2 separate regions of the Mus musculus genome follow, and region 2 is linked to region 1. Evidence: chromatin contacts called from public HiChIP or PLAC-seq data. All regions are on one chromosome and are shown on one strand. The core of a region is the stretch at or near the end of the contact, and the rest is flanking DNA. Distances in the headings are between cores, read along the strand shown.

What was found. HiChIP or PLAC-seq counts read pairs in DNA pulled down with a chosen protein or histone mark.
Region 2: an H3K4me3 HiChIP or PLAC-seq map of embryonic forebrain shows a contact between it and region 1, with 8 times the contacts expected there. The contact joins the promoter of 1700051A21Rik here to the promoter of 6330403K07Rik in region 1. A contact is called at or near these places in 1 of 39 promoter capture datasets (liver) and 1 of 115 datasets of contacts at active chromatin or transcription factors (embryonic forebrain).

Annotation. Positions count from the first base shown.
Region 1 is chr11:71,030,183-71,036,403 of GRCm38.p6, forward strand. 6330403K07Rik (RIKEN cDNA 6330403K07 gene) reads right to left here and starts at 3,435. Exons shown (of 2, transcript NM_134022.2): 1 at 2,307-3,435; 2 at 1,759-2,227. The coding sequence starts at 3,220. The coding sequence ends at 2,855.
Region 2 is chr11:72,264,973-72,271,002 of GRCm38.p6, forward strand. It overlaps 1700051A21Rik (RIKEN cDNA 1700051A21 gene), which reads left to right and starts at 1,872. Exons shown (of 2, transcript NR_045922.1): 1 at 1,872-2,553; 2 at 2,909-3,584. Slc13a5 (solute carrier family 13 (sodium-dependent citrate transporter), member 5) reads right to left here and starts at 1,632. Exons shown (of 12, transcript NM_001004148.4): 1 at 1,492-1,632. The coding sequence starts at 1,593.

The sequences.
Region 1 (6,221 bases), core at 2,185-4,684:
TTTGGAACCTAGGGTTCATAATATTGAACTACGCCCCAACTGGGGCTGGGTACTTGAGAATTTAAGTTTTTTTTGTCTTTGTGTATGCCATATGTCTGCTAGTGCTTGTGAAGGCCAGGAGCGGGCATCAGAGCCCTTGGAGCTGGGGTTAATGGGTGACCAGCCTAGGTACTAGGAACCTTGCTCCGGTCCTCTGGAAGAGCTGTAAGCATTCTTTTGTTACCTGATTGGTTGGTTTGGTTTGGGGTGGGAGGTGGGGCGGATGGGTGGGTGTTATTTTCTCTTATATTTTAAGGTAACATCCATTACTGAGGGAAGTCAGGGCAGTCTCAAGCCAGGAATCGGAAACTGAAGCAGAGACCACTGAAAGGTGCTACTTTCTCTCTCTGACTTGCACATCCAGCTTTTAAAGTTAAAATATAGTCATAATTTCCCTTTCCTCCCTCTCTTTACCATGTCCCTCTTTTAAAATTCATGATCCTTTTGTTAAATTGTTACTGTTTTACACACACACACACACACACACACACACACACACACACACAAAGACAGCCTGTTGAGTCTGTTTAGTGTTGTTTGTATGTATAAGCTTCACCCGAGATACCTCAACAATATGGCTGCCTAAACAAGATCTGAACATGGACAGCAACAATGCACATGCTAACCTGAAGCTGCAGAGGGGTGGGGGTGGGGTGACCTCATTGGCCCCACCCATAGACAGTCACAGGGAACTAAGGGATGCCGAGAGAATATGAGTGTCCAGTGTTCCCAGGGATGAGCTCCCTAATCGACTCTTCCCATGCAACAAGCATTCATTCTAACTGGCTGAGCCATCTCCATTCAGGACATTGAAGCCAATGTTAAGATTTTAGAGGTAATAGGGCTAACCGTGGTGTAGTTGGTGGAATTAGATGCTTGAATTTAGGGTAGGAAATGGAACTTAGATATCCGGAAAGTCTTATAGTAACATAGAATAAATAACAAATGTTGAGAAGTGGGTAATTTGGTTTGGGGACTAGAGGAAGGAATTACTGCCGGGATCAGATGATACAGTCACACCTCAGACTGTAAGTGAGAGACAATGGGGACTGTGTGCTTGGAAAGCATTAGCCCATAAACAGGGATCCATCCAGTGGGGAGCAATGCTAAACGTCAGCACTAGATCCAGTATCCACGGGTACAACCGGAAACTGACATTACTCTTTTGGTACCTTGGAGATGTGATTTGGGGGAACAGTGCCGTTGATGATGGTTAGAGGGAATTACTGTAAACAGGCTGTCGTCAGGGACCAGTGGGTGTCAGACTTGTGGCACTTAAAGTGCAAAGAAGCAAAAATACCAAATGACATGGTGGTACGGAATCAGGGAAGACCAGAACAGTGAAGGGAGGCCCTTCTATTGGAAAACAATTGATAAAAAACTCAAGCTGGGTCAATCCAGAGCTTAGCTGAGCCAGAAGCCTCTTGATAGGGATTGAGTGGGATTCTTACACTGAGCAATGGGGAATGGCACCATGTGGCGAAGTCAGACTGCTGTTAGGGGACTGTGGAACTAGGAATCTGGACATAGTGGCAGATGCCACAGAGGGGCCCGTATAGCTATTTGGTGTGGAGAGATTCTGTACCTAGAAATGCCGTGTAACCAAGTCAGCTTTCCAGGGAGAGTGGGCAGGTTTTAAAGAGAAGGGAGTGAAAGCTAGAGCAGAACAGGAAATCTGTCAAGGGCCATCATACAGCTGGAAGCTGGTGGACAAACGAATACAGAGGACACTGAGAATATGATTTATTCCATCAGACATGCTGCAATTATAGACATTTCCACAGAGTATAGCAGTGTCAAAAAGTTTTGCATTTGAACAGCTGACATGAATAAACAAACAGTGGGTAGGTGAATAACCTGCAAACGCGAGTTCTGGTATTCACTTTTTTGAGTCTGAGATGACAGATTTCAGCAGGAACTCTGTTACTGACAGTCCTTAGTCCCAGCCTCTTCATCTTGGTATCACAGCTTTAGAAGGCCTCCAGGCTGAAATGAAGTCACCATAGAATTCTCTAGCACAGTCCTCCTATGGGCCGCAGCAAAGGAAAGCCCTCAGTCTCATCTCATGGAACACACGAATTCTATCTAGGCCTCCATCTCTGAAGACTTGTGGTCTACTTTTCCACACAGTCCAAAAACCCATCTTGAGCGTTGACTCTCTGGTGGTCAGTTCTGGTAACCACAAAACCTGAAATGGCAAAAATACACAGCCCGCGTCAGCCCCAACTCCTGGTGGGTCAGAATCATCTTGACAAAACGCCACTCACCTCCTCCAGCAGCCAGCCATATCCGCTGCTCTCCCAGGTCCGCCAGCTTGGTGCTCAGAGTCCTAACCAAAAGAACTAGGCACAACTGGCTCATCCCGGTGTGACGCAGCATCATGAGGCTCCAGCACTCCGAGCCAGGGTGCTGATTCTCCTTGCGGTACCTTCTCAGGGAGGCCGCAGACTCGGGTCTGGTTCATCCTTTAAACAACAGAAGGCTGGACTCTGCTCTACAAACACCAAAATGCTAGGCCCTCACGTCACAAAGTGGTAGGATACAGAGACATCCTAATTACAAACTGGGTTCAATTCAATCCAGGATTATACTAATTGCACTCAATGTACGGGTGCAAGCAGCACAGCTATTTCATTGCCTGCAGCGACTCTGGACCGTCTGATGAACAGTTAGACAAAGCGACAACAAAGAAAAGAAGCATCGAATGCTAGATGAAGGGGGTGCAGCGCGTTTCCGAAACAAAAGGCTACGCTTCTCATTCCTCTCCCCTCCCCTCCCCTCGACTCTGCGCCCACCCCGTCGGGGCCCTGGCCACTTAGGCAAGCTGCAAATGGATATAGGTGAAGATGCAGGAGGTGATGGAGAAGGCGATGGCCGCGTAGATGAAGATGGAGAGGTGCGGGAAGTGGTCAAGGTAGCAGCCCTCTTCCACTGGAGGCTCTTCTTCCTTGGGCTCTGGACGCACGGCGGCCTTTCGGGACAGCCCAGCGCGGGTCCCCGGAGCCCTCCCACTCAAACGCCGACCAGATTTCCTGCCAGCCGAGGATGCAGACTTAGGTGCACGCGCAGTGTGGCCCTCCTCCAGGGGAGGCTTATCGAACAGGCCCTCGTACTCAGGGTCAGAATCGAAATACATCTGCTCTGGACCCCAGGGCTTGCGCGAAAAGGGACCTTTAGCCATGGGCGCAGAGCACGGGCAGATAAGCTGCTGAGACTAAGAGGCGAAGTCCCTGCTGGGTCGCAGTGCAGTGGGCGGTGGCCCGGACTGCAGCAGTATTTCTATACCCTGGGTGGGTGGGGGTGATAGGGGCGGAGCCAGCAGAGCAGGGGGCCTCTACCGGGTCCGGGGCCTCTCTGCCCAGAACACTCTTTCTCTGGCTCCTCCTTTCCGCCCACAGCCTGTTGCAGAGGTTGGCCAGCCAGTTTCTAGCACCTTGCAAGTCTTGGCGCAGCAAAGTCTATCTCCATAGCAACGAGACTGTCTTGCGGGGGGGGGGGGGGGGAGGGGAGAAGGAGGCGAGAGACATTGGGATCTCTCAGCTAGTAAGGGGGACTTGGCAGTCTGGAAGCAGAAATGCAGGGGGCAAAGCTCCAAGCTGTGTGCAGAGCTTCCCCCAGGGTTTTGTTTCTAGTTTTAAAGACATGAATAATGTAAGAGCTTAAAATTTGATGGGCATACAAACACATTTAATGAGATGGCGCACAAATGCGCAGTTTTATAACCGAAGGACATTGCATTGCTGTCTGAAAGCCTCGTACATGAAAATCAGCGAAGAAAGGCCAACTGACAAACTGTTAGCCACTTACTCGATAATTATTGTCTTTCCCTCACTAACTCCTGATCCCTTTCTGGCTCCAGCATGTATGTTTGTGTAATGCATGAAAAAACTAACAGTCTTGTAGAAAACAACAACAACAACAACAACAACAACAACAACAACTGACACAGGAAACTTAGCTATGTACGAGCTTAGGAGACTGAGGTAGAAGATCAGTAGTTTCCATCCAGCCTGGATGTCTAATGAGGCTCTGACTCAAAAGACAAAACCAAACAAAACAATCTAACAAAAACAACATCACTCTGGGCGTGGTGACGCATGTCTTTAATCCCAGCACTTGGGAGGCAGAGGCAGGCGGATTTCTGAGTTCGAGGCCAGCCTGGTCTACAGTGAGTTCCAGGACAGCCAGGGATACACAGAGAAACCCTGCCTCAAAGAAAAACCAAACCAAACCACACAAACCAAACAAAAAAACAAAACAAAAAACCCCTCAGAACATCACAACAAAACTCTCACCAACCCAGGGTCCGGAAGTAACAGAGGCAGACTTCCCTTTCCCTCCCTCTGCCTCTCTCCTCTCACTGCTATCTATATCGCACATTTCCACACTCCTCATCTGCTCCTAGTCTTCAGTGCATCTCACACGTGATTGGAAACCAATCTCAGGGAGCAGCAAGGTGGCTCAGTAGGTTAAAGGCGCTTGCCTCCAAGCCCGAGAGCCTGAATTTGATGCCTGAGAGTCACATGATAGGAGGAGAGAACTGATGTCTACAAATTACCCCCTGAACTTCTCTCCTATGCTCTGCGATGTGCATGTGCTCACATATTATACATTAAACATACGTGTACACACTGAGTATTTTTTAAAGTGTTGAATAAAACAGGAAAAAGAATCAATTTCAGAAAGGAAAAAAAAAAGAAAAAAAAAAAACTACTCCAAAGAAAAAAATAGGAATAAAAAGGAGCCCATTTCTCACTTTTCTTCCCAGTCAGACTCTTTGGTACCTTCAGTACTTGATGGGTACCACTGGTTCTTTCAGTACTTGTTGAGTACCACTATCTCCTGGCACCTCTGTTGTGTCTGAAATTCCAAGGCTGGTTGTCAGTCCCTTGTAGGATTTGGGGAGAGCAATCACATGATTCACTGGGCCCTGGAGTTGGAGGAATCCATTGGCAAGCCTGTCAGTATCAATAGAATCGACTCCTGCCCACCAAGTCATTCTAATTCATCCAACAGAACCCAGAATGGAGGTGTTGATGTGATCAGACTGTTGTGTCTCCGTCTCAAAGCATTCAGGACTCCTTGCAGCAGGAGTGAATCCCACTAGGTCGTGGTATCATACTGATGTTTGTTGAGAAAGCGATAGGTCGAATGAGTGACTGGCTGTTGTCAGCAAGAGGCTACATTTTCGGAATTTAGCAGCTGCAGATAAGAGCATCCCTTAGGACAAAGAACCTCAGCTGTGATGTATAAAAGGGTGGAGAGTCTCTAGAAAATAGTCTGACAGTTAAAAAAAAAAAGTTAAGCTTATACCTTAGATATAACCCTGGGGGCTGGAGAGACGGCACAGCAGTTAGAGCACTGGCTGCTCTTTCGGATGATACACGTTCTATTCCCAGCACCAAATGGTGGCCTGCATGGGACTGCACAGTTCCAGGAAATCCAACACCCTCTTCTGACCCACATGGGCACCAGGCATGCACATAGCACAGAGACATACATGCAGGGAAAACATCCATATGCATAAAATTTTTTGAAAGTTAAAAAAAAAGAGATAGGACACGAGTCTTAGCCCCAGATGTGTGGCAGGTCACCTGCTGCAGCTTTCCATAGTCTCTCCCACTCCCAGAGGACCACAGATCTTCTACAGCCTTCCTCCACCACTCAGCCTTTTGTCCTAGCTGCCAAAAGCCAGGAGGCACTCCCTGGAAACAGGCTGGCCACGATGGCCGAGGAATCAGACCAGTACCTTGCAAAGCCATCATTAGATGCTTCCTCCTTCAGTAGATGAGACCCAGAGCTACACCATGTGCAGAGAGTGAGAGACCTCTAACACTCTGTCTTAATAGGGATATCTCCAGCAGTCTCCCCTCAGGGCTCAGGGAACCCGGTAGAAGAGTAGATGGAAAGATTGCAAGAGTCAGAGAGGATGGAGGTTACCAAGGAAACACGGCCCTCTAAATACAACAGGACCCCACACACATATGCATTCACAGAGACTGTGACAGCATGCACAGGCTGGCATGGGTCTGTGCCAGATGGAGTCCCAGCACTGGGACAGGAGAGAAGTGGACACCCCCCCCCCATTCCTAACCCAGACTCTACCTACCATTGATTACTACTCACAAATGAAAAATTAGTTTTCTCCTAGTGAGTCTCACTGAGTAAACAAACCACTCTTT
Region 2 (6,030 bases), core at 622-3,121, 1.2 Mb after region 1:
TGTCTCTGTCTCTGTCTCTCTCTGAGTGTATGTGTGTGTGTTGGGGGGGGGGGGGTGTGCACACGTGCGCATACACATGCATGAGCCAGGGATAAAGTGGGATCCTGGTTACACTGTCCTCTACCAGAAAGGTCAAGCAAGCAACTATAATTATTCCAAGGAACATCACTCCCCGCCAGCAGAGCTAAAATCACAGCTTCCTAACCTGGATGCCTCCCACAGACGGGAATGGCCCCGAATCTCTGGATGCTCGCTAACAGAGTGGCAGCGGATGAGTCCGCACAGTTGCTCTGCTCTCCTTGGCCCATGTGGAGCCTCTGCTCAGTATGTTTCCTCTGCCCCCCCCCCCGCGCCCCAATCCTAGGAGCCGGAATGATCCCCTTTTACTCCCAGAATCCAGTCACCCCATTGTACCCATCAAAGCACCCGGGGCCCGGAGAGCAAAGGGTCTTGCTGAAAGGCACAATGTGAAATGACTAGAAGCCCACCAGGGGACACCCCTCTCCTCTCAAAACCTTCCCTGAAGAGAGCCACTGTTTCTCAAACCTGCCTGTGGAGGGGAAGCAGGATCCGAGCAAGGTTTCCTGTCTGGGCTGAGAGTGAAAGGGTAGCCACATAAGGCTTCAAAGAGCCCTGGCCTCGCCAAACTGGCTGCACACAGCCTGACAGAGCCGGGGCCAGCGCTCCCGCCCTCCTCTGCTCTGCAGCCAAGGCCATTCATTCTCTCCCTTCCTCCCAGGAGCACCAGGAGGCCAGGGAATGGGACTCAGCTTCCCCAGCAACCGAGAGCCATGCCACCCAAGGCGTGAGCTCTGGGAATACGTCCTGCCTCCTCACACTGACTGCCTCAGCAGGCGGTGGGCAGTGCCCGACCTGCCTTTCAGGCTGCAGCAGGATTTGAACTCGAGAGTGGCTTCCTTGGCTTCCGAGCTAGAAAGAAATATAGATCATAGATGGGGAACCTGAGCTTCAAATATCAAGGCCAGATTATGGCAAAGGCATGATCCACTCTGTTCCTGTAGTTCCCTGCCTGAAGGCATCTACAGCTAGGAAATCTCTCTTTCCTAGAGAAGAGGCACAGAGGGAAAGAAAGCCCAGCCTTCAGAGTCTCTACTAGCTCGAGCATTATCTTTGAGCTGGACTAGCGTTGGTTGTGCACTCTGGGAGGAGATTTTGAGTCAGAGGCTAAGCCTGTCGAGGGGTCTGTGTGGTTCAGATCTGTTCTAACGTCCAGGTTTCCGTGTTTGCCCGGACGGCTCTTGCGCCCTGAAATCGGTGCACTCTAGGACGTGTTCACCTTAGGGTCTGTGCGTCCCTCGGATTCTTTGCAGAGCACCTCCTATCTGGTGCCTGGAGCGTCTGAGCACGCGTCCCAGGGGAGCTCGTCCCCACGGAGGAATCTATGCGTTCCAGCTCAGCGTTCCCGGGTTCCGTGCCCGTTATTGCACTGGGCACCCGGATTCCGCCAGGCTGCCCAGACACGCAACTGACCTTGTCAGGTATCAGAATGACGAGTGGAAGCATCAGGATCGGGGTGAAGAGCAAAATCGCAAAGGACTTGAACTTGGTCACACAAGTCTTCGCCGAATCCATCGCGTGAAAGGGAGACTGACTGGAGGGAGAAAAGATTGCGAGGCAGCTAGAAGCTTCACGAGCTTAAAAGGGGGACGCGCGGTCCCACCGGATTGGGGGCGGCTACAACTCCGCCCCCCATTGCCAGGCCTCCCTGCGGTCCTGGGGCGGAGCCACCCCTCGGGGTCTGTGGGGAGTGTCTGTCCCAGGACTCTGCCACCCCGCGGCAGAGTGAGGCGTTTGCAGATTTCAGTGCTTGGCACCAGCCCTCTATGGAGAGGACTGGACCCTGGCACCTCACCACTTGCCAGCCCGTTGGCGCTGCTCTGGTCCTCAGTACCATGCAGGGTGTGCCGGTCATTCTGCCAGCTTAAGCGTGAGGACCCTTTGTGTACTCTCACCTGCTCTCTCCTGGACTCCGGAATGTCCCAGATGAAAAACACCAGCCTGTAGGATTCTCAGGCTTCTCTCTCCAAAGCGTTCTCCTTCTCATCCCTATCCCGGAGGGGCGTCTCCTAGAGGCGATGGCCGAGCCCTGCGCCACCGCGGTCTTCTCACCTCCAAGATCCGCTGGCTTCCTCCTAGCGTTAGCCCGACTCTAGACATAGAACCCATTTCCCTCCTCGTGCCGTCTCCTACCCAGCGCACCGTAGGCGCTCTAGAGGGACCGCTAAGGAAGGCGGTCACTGTCCTCGCAGACCGAACGACTTTTACCCTCCAGCGAACGCGCTTGCGCAGGCCGGCCGTCTTTGCCCAGGCGCGGGTAGTTGCTGCCGCCCACTTACCAACCACCTCGCTAGTACCATTTTATGGTGGGAGACGGGGCCTTAGAAAAGAGGGGGCATAATCCTGCCAACCATCATCGAGGCATTCGTTCATTCATTAATCCTCCCCTTAACAGACCTGTGTGTAGTACCTGCTGTGCTAAGTCCTGTTTGGGACACCAACACAAGAGGGTGCAATGACATTATTGACACTTCGGTGAGTTCTTTCTCTTCTGCCTGCCTCTCATTCTCCTCTGGGGAGTCTTATCCACAGGCTACTTGACACATGGCTGAGTCCAGATTCCTGTACAGTCAGCTCTCACCACTGATCAAGATGCTATCTAGTTGCTGACATGGTTAGCGTGTTTACGACTAGGATGGCTGCTTCTGTTCTAAACATGGAAACCATCGGCGTACTCTGAACTATATACAACAGAGACCGACTATTAGCACGGCACTTACACTGTGTGTTAGGTGTTGCAAGCAATCCAGAGATGAAGTAAAGAATAGGTTATATGCAATTGCTACGAATTATATGAGACTAACCTCTCCTCCCTCTTCTCCACCCCTAGCCCTGCCACCACCACCACCAGGAAAGAACTACTGAATTCCCCACCTTCTCAGCCTGTGAATGTCGAAGGCCCTAAAACAGAACACACATTTGTATCAAGATTTTTGACTCTGTTCCTGTGACCTGCCTGTCACCTTGCCCTCAAGTCTGCAACTGCCTTCTTCAGGCCCTCTCTATTTTCGGTTTGTTTGCTTGTTTGCATCTATGTGGCCCTGGGCCCATCCCTTCCCCCAGGGCAATTAAAACTAGAGTTCCTGCTTTGGGGTGTGTGTGTGTGTGTGTGTGTGTGTGTGTGTTTCAAGACTCTATGTGTATGAGTATTTTGCATGCATATATATGTGTGTATCATTTGCATGTCTGATAACCCCAGAGTCAGAAGAGAGTGTCAGAGTCCCTGAAACTGAAATAATAGACAGTTGGGAACAGCCATATGGGTTCTGGGAAATGAACCCAGGTCCTCTTCCAGCAAGAAGAGTGAGTCCTGCTGTTAACCATGGAGCCAGCTTTCCAGCCTTTTGGAGTTTTTATTTAATCTTCGTTTTATTTATCACCATGTGCCCACTTAACACCCTTTACCAGGCCTCATTCAGGACGTTCACTCAAAGTCTGGGATCTACGATGCTGGTCAACCATTCTGCTGTAATTTAAGTGCTTTAAAGTCTATAAAGTGTGCGCTGCAGCTAAATGCCTGAATCCATACTCTGTCCCTGTGTGGCCTTGGTGGATGTTTCCATTCTGGATTCATCTTCTCATATATAGAATCAGATCAACTTTGATTCCCAGTAGTCGTTTTAAGACCCCCAAGTCAATGTTCTGAGTGTTTAAAGTAGCTCTGTGGCTTACAGTCAGCCATCAGTGGCATTCGCCCTTGCAATAATATGGGACACACTGTGGGTATCCTTGGGCAAAAGATCTTCCAAGTTCGAGGAAGGCTTCATAGAGGGGGGCAGCATTTGAGTGGAGACTTCAAGGTAAAGAATTTGCCAGGGAAAGCTAGTCAAAACCATCACAGAGTGTTCTCTCAAACATGGAGCTCAGATTTAAACTGTGTGTGTGTGTGTGTGTGTGTGTGTGTGTGTGTGTGTGTGTATTAACATATAAGGGGTCGTGAGACCAGGAAGATGCTGGAGGAGAAGGAGCACTACCAGAAGTGGAAAGAGAGCAACAGGATCCATAATGTGACATAAAAGTAGAAGGGAGGACTGTCTGGGAAGGGAAAGGAACCATGGGGCGGGGCGCCGCACAGAGAAGGCGACAGGGGAAGGGACAAACAGAAACAAACGGCACACATGCATGAAGATGCCATCTTGAAACCCAGTACCCTGAATGCTCACCCAAAAATCAGTCAAATGTAAACTTCCAAAGGCAGTTTATCCAAGGTCATTCAGGGATGTTGGAAACTAGTGTCACAACAGCAAAACACAAGTCAATGAAGAGTCCGTACCAGGTTCAGGGACGAGCAGACTACCACACAGCTTTTACATGGGTACTGGGAACAAAACTCAGGTACTTAAGCTTGAGCAGCAAGCACTTTACTGAGCCATCTCTCCAGCACCCCGTACCCCACCTTGCAAGGGATTTTTAAAAAATCCAAATATTCAAGCAAAAAAGAAAGTAATCAGGAATAAAGATTATTTTAGAAAACAGTGGATTTTGTAGAAATCTATCTGAATCACTGGATACTATTTTGATCTTAAAACTGTACTAAAAGCTGTACTTAATGTCTTTTAAAAAGATGTTCCATTTATTTTAGTTACATGTACGTGCGTGTTGGCATGTGTGAGTGTGCGCGCATGTGCCCAAGGAGGCCAGCAGAAGTGTCAGGTTCCCCCTGGAAGTTGAATAACACATGCTTGTGAGGCACCCAAAGTATATGGGAACTAAACGGGGGTTCTCTGAAGAGTGGCAAGCATTCTTAACTGCTGAGCCGACTCTCCAGCCACTCACTCTCAACTGAAAATAATAGCTCTCAAAATATGAATTCAAACATTAAGATGCATTTATTGAACTCCCAAATTGTTAACTGAAAATAATACTCATGATGCACATAGAATTGTTTGGGGAATCTTTGGTTGATAACAGTTTATACCGTGTGATCATTTTTGCCTCCTTCCTGCCGAATCATTTCATACCATTTTAATCTTAAGACTAACATACCAAAAGTCTACTGTTAGAACAAGAGTTTTAGAATGAAGTGCTTCACCAGTTTGGCCCCAACTTCAAAGTGTAGCTTTTACTCTGTGGTCCAAACAACATCAACATTAAAGTTTTGAAAATGCACCAGTCGGTGGGTGGATTTCTTACGAACAGGGATGTGATGAAAACAGGGTTGGGAATGCTCTCGGACATGGTGAGGCAGCAGATACACTTCTCCAAAGACGATCTCCAAACTAGAAACCCAGCCAGCAAAAGCTTTCAGCTCCACAAAATACCAAATACAAAGCAAATCAGACAGGGAACAAACAAAATCAATGGCTTATTACACCATCCCTGAGCAGAAGCATCGAAGTAGGAAACTGCCTCTAAAAGTGTACCCACTGATTTTAAAAGGGGGGGGGGGGTGTGCATCGGTTGAGAGTCTTAACAGAGTTAACAAAGCCTGATGTTTCCATGAGGCAATCAAAGTCTACTCTGAGAAACCTTACAATGAACCTCGCTGCTGGAGGGTTCTTGACACTTGATTTCAAACTGTACTGCAGAGCCATAGAAACAAAAATGGCAAGGCAGTGACATAAAAACAGATGTTCTAGGAGTGACAGTTACTTTATTCTTGACAAAGTTACCAAAAATATCCCTTGGAGAAAAGGCCAGACTCTTCCACAAATGGTGTTGGGAAAAGTACTAATCTGTAGGAGAATGAAACTAGGCCTGCCACCTCTCTGTATAATAAGAAGGTTAAAATGGACTGAAGTCCTGAAAACATGCAACTTTGAAACTACTATAGCAGTGGCTCTCAACCTGTGAGTCGTGACCCCTCCAGCAAACCTCCATCTCCAAAAAATTATTTACAACTCATAACAGTAGCAAAATTACAGTTACGAAGTAGCTGTGAAAATCATTTTATGGCTAGGGTCACCACAGCATAAGGAGCTTATTGAAGGTCCAAAGCATTGGGAAGGTTGA